2 separate regions of the Gossypium hirsutum genome follow, and region 1 is linked to region 2. A link is a contact called in public Hi-C data. All regions are on one chromosome and are shown on one strand. The core of a region is the stretch at or near the end of the contact, and the rest is flanking DNA. Distances in the headings are between cores, read along the strand shown.

Region 1 (5,572 bases), core at 2,918-5,417, 230 kb before region 2:
ATAGAAAATTTGAAGAAATAGTCATAATTTGGACTACTCTTTTCCCAGTGTTTTCCACTTTTGAGTCTGGTTAGTTCTGACTAGTAGCCCTGTTTCAGGTTCTTGTACTATTTAGAGACTTTCCAGAATAGTATGCGTAACTTCTTTTGTGTGAATATGATAAGTCCAAAAATTATGATTTCAACAAAAATGCTCAAAAGAGATTATCATAATGGACAAATGGAATTTTATTAAGTAAAATTTGATGTGAATATATAGGATAACAAATCTGATAAGGTGCAAAAAAAGGTGCCCCAGATATCGCAGCACGAGCTTTACTATTCTAATTTTTCGAAGACTCTTTCGAGCTAAATGTGTGTTCAAGAGATCCCCCGTATTTTGTTAATGCCTCAAGATGTACTGTTCTTCTTCTTTGAGGACAAGACTACCACATGCCCCACATTTAAAAATTTAGCTGCCCGATTTTGGGTTTCAACTCAAAAACCCCTTTGGTCTCAAAGTGCCCTTTTGCGGGTTTTCACCTTGGCCTTTCCATCTTTTTTTTTTGGTCTCAAAGCGCCCTTTGCGGGTTTTCACCTTGGCCTTTCCTTTTTTAGGTAAAATACTTCTTGACGGTATCCGAATTTACGGGATAGGGCAGGTTTTTACCATCTATTTCGGCTAGAATTAATGCTCCTCCGGAAAAAGCTTTCTTCACCACGTAAGGCCCCTCTCAATTAGGCATCCATTTTCCTCGAAAATCTTTCTGTATGGGAAGAATCTTTTTCAAAACCAGGTCTCCCTCGTGGAATTCTCTAGGGCGAACCTTTTTGTCATAAGACCGCATCATTCGTTTTTGGTACATCTGACCATGACGGATAGCTCTTAGCCTCTTTTCCTCAATCAAGTTAAATTGATCGTATCGAGACTTGATCTATTCTGCTTCGTCCAACTTTAACTCTGACAACACTTGAAGGGATGGGATCTCGACTTCAATTGGCAAAACTGCTTCCATTTCGTAAACTAAAGAGAAAGGCGTTGCCCCAGTTGAGGTTCTGACTGATGTTCGATAAGCAAAGAGGGCAAATGGTAACTTCTCATGCCAATCTATTTCTACTATTGAAAATTATAGTGGTTGATGAAATAATCAAAACAGTTACATGTGGTCTGCCACATGTACCTCATTCTAGTTTAAACAATGTACAAACTCGGATTTCGGATTTAATTCCAAAACTAATGATCCTAATCTCAACCGAATCCGTTTCTAGCAGTTCCTCATCGATTAAAAGATCATTAACATGAACCCAAAAGCATATAGATCAAAATCAAATAATATGATCAAGATATTACAAACTAATTTCAACTCATCTTACAAGTGGTAATAAACCGAAACACTATGTTCAATAACAACTTCATGAAAAACTATAGGACACTAGCAATTAGACTTTAAACAAGTGAAACCGGTTAGAGGAAAGCTTATGAACAATTATAATTAACAGCTTTTACGGAGAATTACATTATTTTACACTTCTCTCTAAGAACCGAAATTTTCACTGATGAATAGGGCATGTACGTACGCTAATCGATCATGACAAAACTAGGGACTAATTAATAATTTAAAAAGATCGATTGCATTCATTTTATCTATGATTTTTCTGTTGTTGTTTTGGTTTCAGAAGTTGTTGCTGATAACTTTCATGTTTGATAAGGAGTTGAGTGTATACTAGCTCGTTCCAAGTATCAGGAACACCGGGGAGGCACCAGTGGCTGCAATCCTGGATTCTAGTAGGTGAAGTTTTCTCTTCCTCGGTTAAGTTCTGCTTCCTGTAAACCGACGGATGAGCATCCTTCCGGAAACCAGTCATTCTTGAAACATTAAGATACAAGACTGGATTAGTAATGCCATTTATCACTGACTCGAAAATTCGCATTTTTGATGGATATTTCTTCAAGTACTTCCCATTTGTAATAGGTTTGGTTTCACCGTGGCATTGCCCTCCAGAGTTCCACCTTCCACCCCTGGGAACAGGTAACAAGAATTAAAGCCACTCAGTTCCAAATTTCAGGGTTCAACCTAACATATTCTTTCGATGTTCGATTTACCTGAAATGAGATGCAGAAAACCCCCTGAAGAAAACAAGGGTCTTCGTAGAATCTATATTAGTATCTATCCATTTTGCCCATGTGGTCAAAGCTTTTCGAAAGGCTTCTTTAACATGTAATCGGTTATAGATAGTGTTCCCCTCTTGATAGTAACTGTTCCTGCAAATCGCTTAAAACCGTTAAGAGCTCCTACTTTAAGATTATTTATCTTATCATATGAACAAATAGGTAGCATTAACAGTACCCTTTCGAAGTTTTATCATGAGTCCACCAATGTCCGGTATTGAAAATGAGAACATTGGCATCTTTGTACTTATCAGCTGATTTATCAATCATATCAAGTCTAAGTGTTTCCTTCTTTGATCCATTTCTCCAGACCATTTCCCATTCTTGAACTAAAAATGCTGAACGGAAGTACTCAATTGAGCAATTATAACCCTGCTCATTCATCCATCCAAAATTAGTATATATCAAAATCAAGGAAACAACTTCAAGTACTGCAAAACTGCAATTTGTCTATGTCTGAAGGAAAGGATAAAAGATAAACATACTTTGAATATAATGGAGTGAGAACTCCCTTTTCCTAATTCCTGCTTGCCGGAGACCTCGAAAACACTGCTTTTCTCCTCAATGGAGTTTCTAAGGATACAAACAAGAGATTCCCACATATTCCGACCAAGTGAATCGCCAACAAAAACTAATCGCTTCCCTCTCAATAATTCCAGCATATGCTTGCCATTCAACCTGCATGACAACTCCACCCAAAACCAATCTAAGTAAAAAACCAACAATAAATAAGCAATACATATATATATATAAAGATCATTTCCAACAAATATCATTAAAAACTACATATGACCATGAAGAAATTAGAACCACCAGTAATAGATGCAAATTATCACAATTCATTCTCATATAATATAAACTCTACCCTAAGCCAATCTAACCAAGACAATGACAAAAATGAACTAATACACATACGCGCACATATATATAAGATACATTATCAACAAATATTATAAATACACATGAAGATGAATTAGAACCACCCTGATATATGCAAAATTAGCAGAATTCAATTATATATAAATGAACCAACAAAATTTAGATTTAAAAATGAGAACTTTGGTGAATTTACCTTGGTAAGATGCATTCATTGGGTTGCCATCTGTATTTCTCATACCCCCTATCAGGCCTACCATTAACAAAGCAATTGAAAGACTCACCAATATATGGACAAGTCCCTGGTGCATAAAGAGGGTAAGAATCATCTCTCACCCATTTCCCATCAAATATTCTACATTGATTTATTATTTCCACAAAATCACCCTTCCTTTGCTTCTCCAGTAATTCATCAATGCTTCCATCCACCAACTCTTTCCCACTTTCTTTAAAATCCAAAGGCCGAGAAGGGCTTCCATGAGTGCTGTTTCCATTAGCATTTAAACCCTTTTCCGCTAATTCTTTTCCACTTTCTGCAGGAATCTCAGAAAGGGTTCCATTAGTACCTTCACTTGACAAAGAAGAATCATTTTTCTCATGAAATCTTTCAGATTCCCGAGAAATCTGAAAAGGGTGTTCCTGGAATGGAGAAAAGGGGAGTGGGTAGTGATTGGATTGGGAAGAGTTGGGGAGAAAGTGAGAGAAATGGGAGGAAAACTGGGATCTGTAAAAGGAACTTCGAAGCAAGCTTTGAAGGCGAGGAGAAGAGTAAGACGATGGATTTAGAAATAATAAAGTTGTGAAACCAATGACAAAAACGGAAGTGAAACTAAAAGCAAAAGCCACCCTGTTTTTTGTTGTCACGACAGAGAATTTGTTCGAATTTAGTGTTCCTGTCAGTGTCGGTGATGGGTAATTTGGGTCAGCCATTGCAAGACCAGAAGGAGAGCTTTTGGCTTTGAAGCGAAGACCAGTTTATTCTATTTTGGAAAAATATAATGATAGTGAGGGGAAATCGGGAGATCTCATTTACTTGTAAGAATTTTATTGAATTCAGCATCCCTTTTTCTACATGAGAATTCTATCAATAGTTAAATACTGCGCATGGGTGGACTCTTGTTCCAACCCATCTTTACAAACTTCTTTTCAATATGATTCATCTGGATCGAATCTTTATTAAGGGTATAGGCAATTTAAATACAAAAAGTTATAATTTACTCATTAAAGTTTTTGATTTTTTTTTTGGTTATTGAGTGGTACTTGTTTTTCATGTTGATTTTATAGTTATATTCAGATTTTATAGTTGCCTCTTCTAATAATATTTCCTTTAAAATTTAAAGTTACATTTTTTATTTGCTCTTTACTATTTATTCAACTATTTGTTATTATTAATTAATATAATTTTAATTTTAATCCTCAATTTTTATATGTTCTTAAGACACTCGTTTCAAATCATTATCCAAATCCAATATTCATCCCACCAAACTTAAGTAAAATATTAAGGCGTTTAATCCAAATTTATAAAACATTAAAACGTTATGATCCATAATCCAAACATTCAAAGTTAACTAATTAAAACATTACAATATTTGGGGTGAGTTGGGTTTTTTTCATTCATTTTTTCATTTTTGGATTTGGGCCTGTTGTTCTAAGTTTTGGCCTTTTTCATTTTGGGCCGTGAAAATTGGGCCAAAACCATAAAAAGCTATTCTACAAGTTCTCAATTTGCGATTCTGCTACAGTTCAAAATGATTCTCAGTTTAAATAGTCTAATCACTCTTTCTAGATTGATGTATAGGTCGATTCTTCATTTAATTAACCGATCCAATTTAAACAACTATGATAAGCTTATTCCAACTCCAACTATTGCTTGAAGAGATTGAGAGTTGCACCAAAGTACGCCCCTTAGCACATAAGCTTGTAGCCAAGCAATCCATAAGTGCTGATTGAGAGATCATATATGTTAGATAGCACAAGCATTATTCCAACTAAATAGCTCTTTCAAATCTAACCCCCTTTCTATTTTGGCGTGCAAGCTGAGCTCCATTCTGCTTTACCATCCTCTGCTGACTCATGCTCCCCTTTCCACAAAAAGTAACACACAATCAATTAATGTATCTAATCTTCCCTCCTCATTTTTCTTTTTAAAATTTACAAGTATAATTACAGCGTAATTATAGTACAATCAAATAACATCTGAGTAAAACCAATACAAAGTACAAATAGAAAAATTGAAATACTTTGAACTAAAACTCACACATGATGAAATTGAAGATCTGTAAAATTCAAACTTAAGTATAAGGCACGAACTTAAAACAAGGTAAACATCTTTATATTTTATCAAACTCTCAATTTTTTTCTCAAATGCTCATATTTGGTATCTTTTAATAAATGTTAATTAGACTCTACTCTATGATCATGTCTCTCTAGTTGTGTCTACTGGATTATTCTTTTTATTAGTTATAATACTATTTTTATTTCTTGTAATTTTTAGGATAGTTTGTTATTGTTTGAATAAGTCTCCTAATATGTAAGAGTACTTTTAAGA
Region 2 (5,797 bases), core at 1,631-4,130:
TGAGTTGTGCCGGGAATGATGTATTGTTGGATAGCGTGGAGGATTGTTTCAATAGGCTCTGGAATATTAGGGGCGGACTTTGGTAGAAGTTTGGCAAGGTAACCAGGTTGGACTTGGCTTAGAACAGGGTATTTTTCCATGTTTTGGTAATAATCAGCTATGAAATCTATGATCATATGACCTTGCCTCCTAAATTCTTCTGGATTTAGAAGGTGAGCAGTGTTGGAAGAACTGTTTTCTTCTTCATAGTGGGAATACAAGCTGCTCATTCCCTCTATATTCGGAGTTTGAATGATAGAAATCAAAATGAAACTATATTGGCCAATGAAAGGATGCGTGCCTTATGTTTTAAGCCATTTGGGCGTGGTTTATATAGGCCACAAAGTTGAGCAAATTATCGAAGGAGAATAGAATTAAAGGGAAACAGGTATATTATTGCATTAATAATAATAAAGGGAAACGGGGATTAGTTACATTGGAAATTAGGAATTTGAAATGGATTTTTTACCCAATTAATCCCAAAAAATAAATATTTATGAAAATGATCTAACTTGAAAAACTATGATGGGAATTATCTAATCTACAGTACCAACCGGTGCCGGCATCCGGATGTTTGGCATCCACCCCATTATTATTACATTAATAATAATAAAGGGAAACGAGGATTAGTTACATTGAAAATTAGGTATTTAAAATGGCTTTTTTACTCAACTAGTCCCCAAAAAATAAATATTTATGAAAATGACTCAACTTGAAAAATTATGACGGGAATGATCTATAATCTAAAGTGTCAACCAGTGCCGACACCCTGATGGCTGGCACCCACCTCCATTATCATGTAATCATTGCCTGTTGATTGGCCTTAGATTTAAAAAATTATTCTTTTTAGTGTCGGTACTGTCATGACCGACACCGGTATGTATTTTTTCATTCTTCTTTTGCGAAGTACATGTATTTCTTGAGGTAGAAAAAAATATTTTTTAATAGGTGCCGATGTCCAAGGGCGAAGGCAGAACAATTTTTTAGGGGGGTCGGATGAAATTTTTTTTTATAGTCTATATCTTTATAATTTTTAAAGGATTAAGTCGAATTTTTATAATTTTAGAGGGCCAAAGTACAATTTTATCTTTATTAATTTAAAATTTTTAAAAAATCTCAAGGCGCTAAATAATAAATTTAAATTTTAGGAGGGGCCGAGGCCCCTGCCAGTCCACCTAGATTCGCCACTGTTGACGTCCCTGTTGTTGGCATAGGTATCATATCTGAAATTTTTTTGTCAAGTTTTATTTTAGAGTTGATCTTCTCTTTGCCAGCACCAAGTTTAGAAAAATACTTTTTTTGTTGTTTTAAAAAAAAGATTTAAATGGGTGCATGGAGAAAGCAGAAGAAATGAAGAAAATTAAAAAAGAGAAAACTTATCATGGTTTGCCTACTTAAGAAAATGAAAAGCCAAAGACACTTGAGAAAATGAAAAAGCTTGAGAAGAAAATAGGAAGGGAAGAGAAATAAATTGGGATATGGATATAGTTGTATATAAGATTTGTTAATTATTATTATTTTAAGTTAATTTTGTATTAATTTATTATTAACATTAAAGTAAAATGTGATTTTTTTTTTGCAACAAAAAATGTGATTTTTTTTAAATGGTGAGTTTATTAATGTGTTTTTCTCGATTTTGTACATTTATTCTACATGCATGTTGCTTGAAAAGCTATAAAACTAAAAGCCTGAAGCGATGATAAATACACGATTTAATGAATTAAATAGAACTCTAAACTTAAAATCTAAACCTTAAATATATCGCTCTTAATTATAAATTAAAGAGATTTTAATTTTCCAATTGGCTTTACCCAATTTAATGAATGAGATTTATTATGAGAATTATGACAAGAGTTATATTTTCAAAATCTAAAAGAAAACACATAACAATGCGTGGGCTTAGTAATTAACTCCCCATTAAAGAACCAGGTCCACGTCTCTGCAACTTTCTTCTCTTCCTTCTCCCCTCCTCTGTTACCTTAAATCCTATTTCATTCATTTTCTCACCACTCAAACAATTCCAAAGAAAAAAAAATCACCCATAGCTAGAAAACAAGCCAAAACGAATGTCAGACAATGAAACAAAGTATAATTAAGACTTGACCAATATCTCTTTTCTAATTTCAAGCAGGAAAACCATGATAAGTCATTCTTTTTCTCTTTTTTAGTTTTCTTCTTTCTTTTTGCTTTCTTCATGCCCACCATTTAAATCAATTTTTTTTCTGAAAAAAAAAACAGTTTTTAGACCCGGGTGTCGGCAGAGAAAAACCCGAAACCAACAAAAAAAACTTGAGAAAAATCTTCAAATACAATACCGATGTCGGCAACAGGGACACTAACACCTATTAAAAAAATAATTTTTTCTACCCCGAGAAATATACATATTTTGCAAAAGGAGAATGGAGAAAATACATATTGATGCCGACACCAAAAAATTAACTTTTTTAATCTCATGCCAGTCAACAGGCAATGATTACACGATGATGGGGTTGGGTGCCAACCATCAGGGTGCTAACACTGGTTGGCACTGTAGATTCTAGGTCATTCCCGTCATATTTTTTTCAAGTTGGGTAATTTTCGTAAATATTTATTTTTAGGGGTTAATTGGGTAAAAAAGTCATTTAAAAAACATGTGTAGATTTAAAAATAACAATTAATAAATAATAAAATTTCTTATTTGAAATCAGTAAAAATAACAGATGTAATATGTATAAAACAAAAATGAAAAACTTAGCTGAAATTGTGAAAAAAAAATTAAATAGATAAATATAATTTAGCTGGTTGCAACAACTTAATCAATGATATATTTATACTTATTCAATTATGTAAAAGAAATCCATTTATAGCTTGCTGCTCTAGCACGTCTCTGTCTGCTACTCTAGCACGACTTTGTCAACTGCTCTAGCATGCTTAGGGTTTTCTTTTCTTTGTTTTTTTTTTTTATCTTGTCTCTTATTGTTTTCATTTGTCGATGATTTACAGTAAATACCGTGTGAGATTTGGCTAAAAGTAGGCTTTTTTATTATGGAAAATGATCTGGTGAATCTATCGTTGAAATATGAAGAAAAAGAGGTTTTGCTTGTACAAGGGGAATCTAAATCTTAGAAAGTAGTGGTGGATTTCTGTTTGGTTGGATGTTTTCTTATGGCAAGTATAGTCCATTTTCCAGCGATGAAGAGTACTATGGCGAATATTTGGCATCCAGTAAGAGGAGTTTAGATCTCGGATCTAAGAGATAAAAGATTTCTATTCATATTTTTTTCATAAAATGGACATAGATCGGGTAATAAATGGAGCACATTGGACTTTCAACAATCATCTTTTTGTGTTTCATCGTTTGGAGAATAGGGAAGATCCGGTAAAGGTTTTGTTAGTCTTGTCAACCTTTTGGGTGTAGGTTCATGAGTTACCTCAGGCTTTGTTCTCATAGTTTATCACAAAGGAGTTGGGTGATCCCATTGGAAAGTTTATGGAATATGACTCTAAAATTTTAAATAGGGATGTGAGGACTTTCCTTCGAATTAGGGTCCAATTGGATGTGAGGAGACCTCTAAAACAAAAAAAAAAGAAGATAATGTTAGCATCCAAGAATTGTACTTATGTCAGTTTTAAGTATGAAAGATTCAACAATTTTTTTTTTGGTTGTTTAGGGCACAATGACTCTTTTTGCCAAATTAGAATGATAAAATGGGAGGAGCCTGTGGAAATGAGTTGGGATTTGTCCTTACAATCACAATTTAAGAGAGTTGCTGCAATGAACAGTGTCTGGCTGATAGAAGAAGAGGATAGGGGGATGAGTAAGAGTTACTTAAGGTATTCGGGTCTAGGAAGGGAATCTGGGGACGGTGGATGAAAGGGATCAGGGATGAGATTGGATCCTATGTCGGGTGTAAACCTGGAAGGGGAAGTGAGAAACTTTTCAGGGAAGATCGGAAATGAGTCATATATTTTGGGTTAGATGGATATGGAATAAGATGCAGAGGAGAAGCCAATCGAATGTGGAGATGTAAAGAAGGGACTTCAAAAGGAGATTGGGAGCCACAATGTTTCTGAGGTGAAAGATTCATTAGTGTTTAGGGAGGAGTGATCGTTAAGGAGAACTCATTTTATATCAGCAGCTGCTAAAGGGCAAGCCGATCGATCGTAATAAAAATATTTTGTTGGAATGTCTGTGGTTTGGGGAGTCCATGGGTTATAAAGAGGCTTTAGCATTTGCTGAAGTTGTATAATCCCTATATAGTCTTCTTTATGGAGACTAAATTGAATAATAGGAAAATGAAAATTGTTCATAGGAGATGCAGTTACTTGAATGGTTTTGAAGTTTCAACTGAAGGTTCACAAGGGGGTTTAAGAATGGCTTGGAAGGGAAATATTTCGATCTTTCTTAGAAGTTATTCAGTGCATCATATTGACATTGAAGTCTAGGAGGTAGAGGACAACAAATAATGGAGATTTACGGGTTTCTACGAGGCTTCAATTGCGTGATGTAGAGATGACATGTGGAGTTTACTGAAGAATTTGGGTTGTTTGCATGATCTACTTTGGTTAGTGTGTGGGGATTTCAATGAGATCATGTATTCTTTTGAGAAGGTAGGAAAGATACGAAGGATGAGAGGAGAATGGAAATCTTTTGAAGAGTATTATAAGAATGTAAAATAATGGATAGGGTATTCTGGGACATGGTTTTCTTAGGAAAGAAGAAATCTTTTAGAAACAAATATAAGAGAACGATTGGATAGAGGAGTGGCAAATGCAGAATTAATGAATATGTTTCTGAACGTAGTGATTTGTCCTCTTCCCAATCGTATTCTAATCATTGTCCCCTTCTTATTTAGATGGAGCAGGACTGTTATAGTTTAAGGTCGAAGAGATTTCAGTTTGAGGCATGATGGGTAATAGAAGAGTCATTTGAAGAGGAGGTGAAAAGGTTATGAGATTTTACTGAAGGAGATATTTCTGCCAAACTGGATCGTGTAAAGGGGGATTTGAGAAGAGGGGTGGAATTTGTTAGAAGGAATAGGGAGGGAATCAAAAAAGATTTGACTAAAAAACTAGGAGAGTTATTGGATAAGGAAAAAGATGATGATAATATTGTGGAGTTAATTGATGAAAAAATCTAATTAAATTTGGAGATCGATAAGGATTAAATGCATTGGGAGTAGAGAGCAAGAGCAAACTGGTTAAGGTTGAGGGATTAAGAACATGACTTTCTTCCACAGTTATGCATCAAAATGCAGAAGAACGAATAAAATTTAGGGGTTACAGTATGAGGATGGTAGAGTGATAATGGAGGAGGTAAAAATGGAAAGGATTGCTCGAAGCTTTTTCCAAAACCTATTTTCGACGAAAGGGATAGGAGTTACAGATCACATACTAACAGGGGTGGAAAATTGTATTTCAAATGAAGCCAATCTAATGTTGATGGAAAAGTTTACAGAGGGAGAGGTTATCACGACATTGAAAGGGATGGGGCCAACAAAGGTGTCAGGCGAAGACTGTTGTCTAGCTTTATTTTTTCAAAAGTGTTGGCACATTATGGGGAAATATATTACTTCTCATTGCTTGGAAGGTTTGAATGAAGGTAAGGTGTTAGACTCTTTAAACATCACTCATATTATGTTAATTTTGAAAATCCCACATCCGATGAATCTAACAAATTTTAGGCTAATTAGCTTGTGCAATGTTATTTATAAATTGATAGCTAAGATGATAGCTAATCGTTTTCAAGGAGTTCTGGAGGATTATATTAGTAGTGCCC

The links. A called contact is a pair of places that touch in the nucleus more often than the background predicts.
Region 1: a Hi-C map of leaf shows a contact between it and region 2, with 1.9 times the contacts expected there. The contact joins the promoter of LOC107896440 here to the enhancer-like site in region 2. A contact is called at or near these places in 6 of 34 Hi-C or Micro-C datasets (callus, hypocotyl, leaf and 1 more).

What each region holds. Positions count from the first base shown.
Region 1 is chrA10:104,618,246-104,623,817 of Gossypium_hirsutum_v2.1, reverse strand. It overlaps LOC107896440 (protein trichome birefringence-like 4), which reads right to left and starts at 4,167. Exons shown (of 5, transcript XM_016821605.2): 1 at 3,221-4,167; 2 at 2,634-2,826; 3 at 2,327-2,520; 4 at 2,083-2,241; 5 at 1,324-1,998. The coding sequence starts at 3,954. The coding sequence ends at 1,620.
Region 2 is chrA10:104,384,739-104,390,535 of Gossypium_hirsutum_v2.1, reverse strand. It overlaps LOC107896432 (a long non-coding RNA gene), which reads right to left. Exons shown (of 2, transcript XR_001683758.2): 2 at 3,681-5,797. It also overlaps the pseudogene LOC107896431. Among protein-coding and RNA genes, the nearest start is that of LOC107896432, 6.2 kb to the right of the region's middle. Within about 2 kb of position 2,880, at least 7 of the 9 cell types and tissues checked have an H3K27ac peak or open chromatin away from gene starts, as enhancers often do. A contact at or near this core is called in leaf, where this site is marked.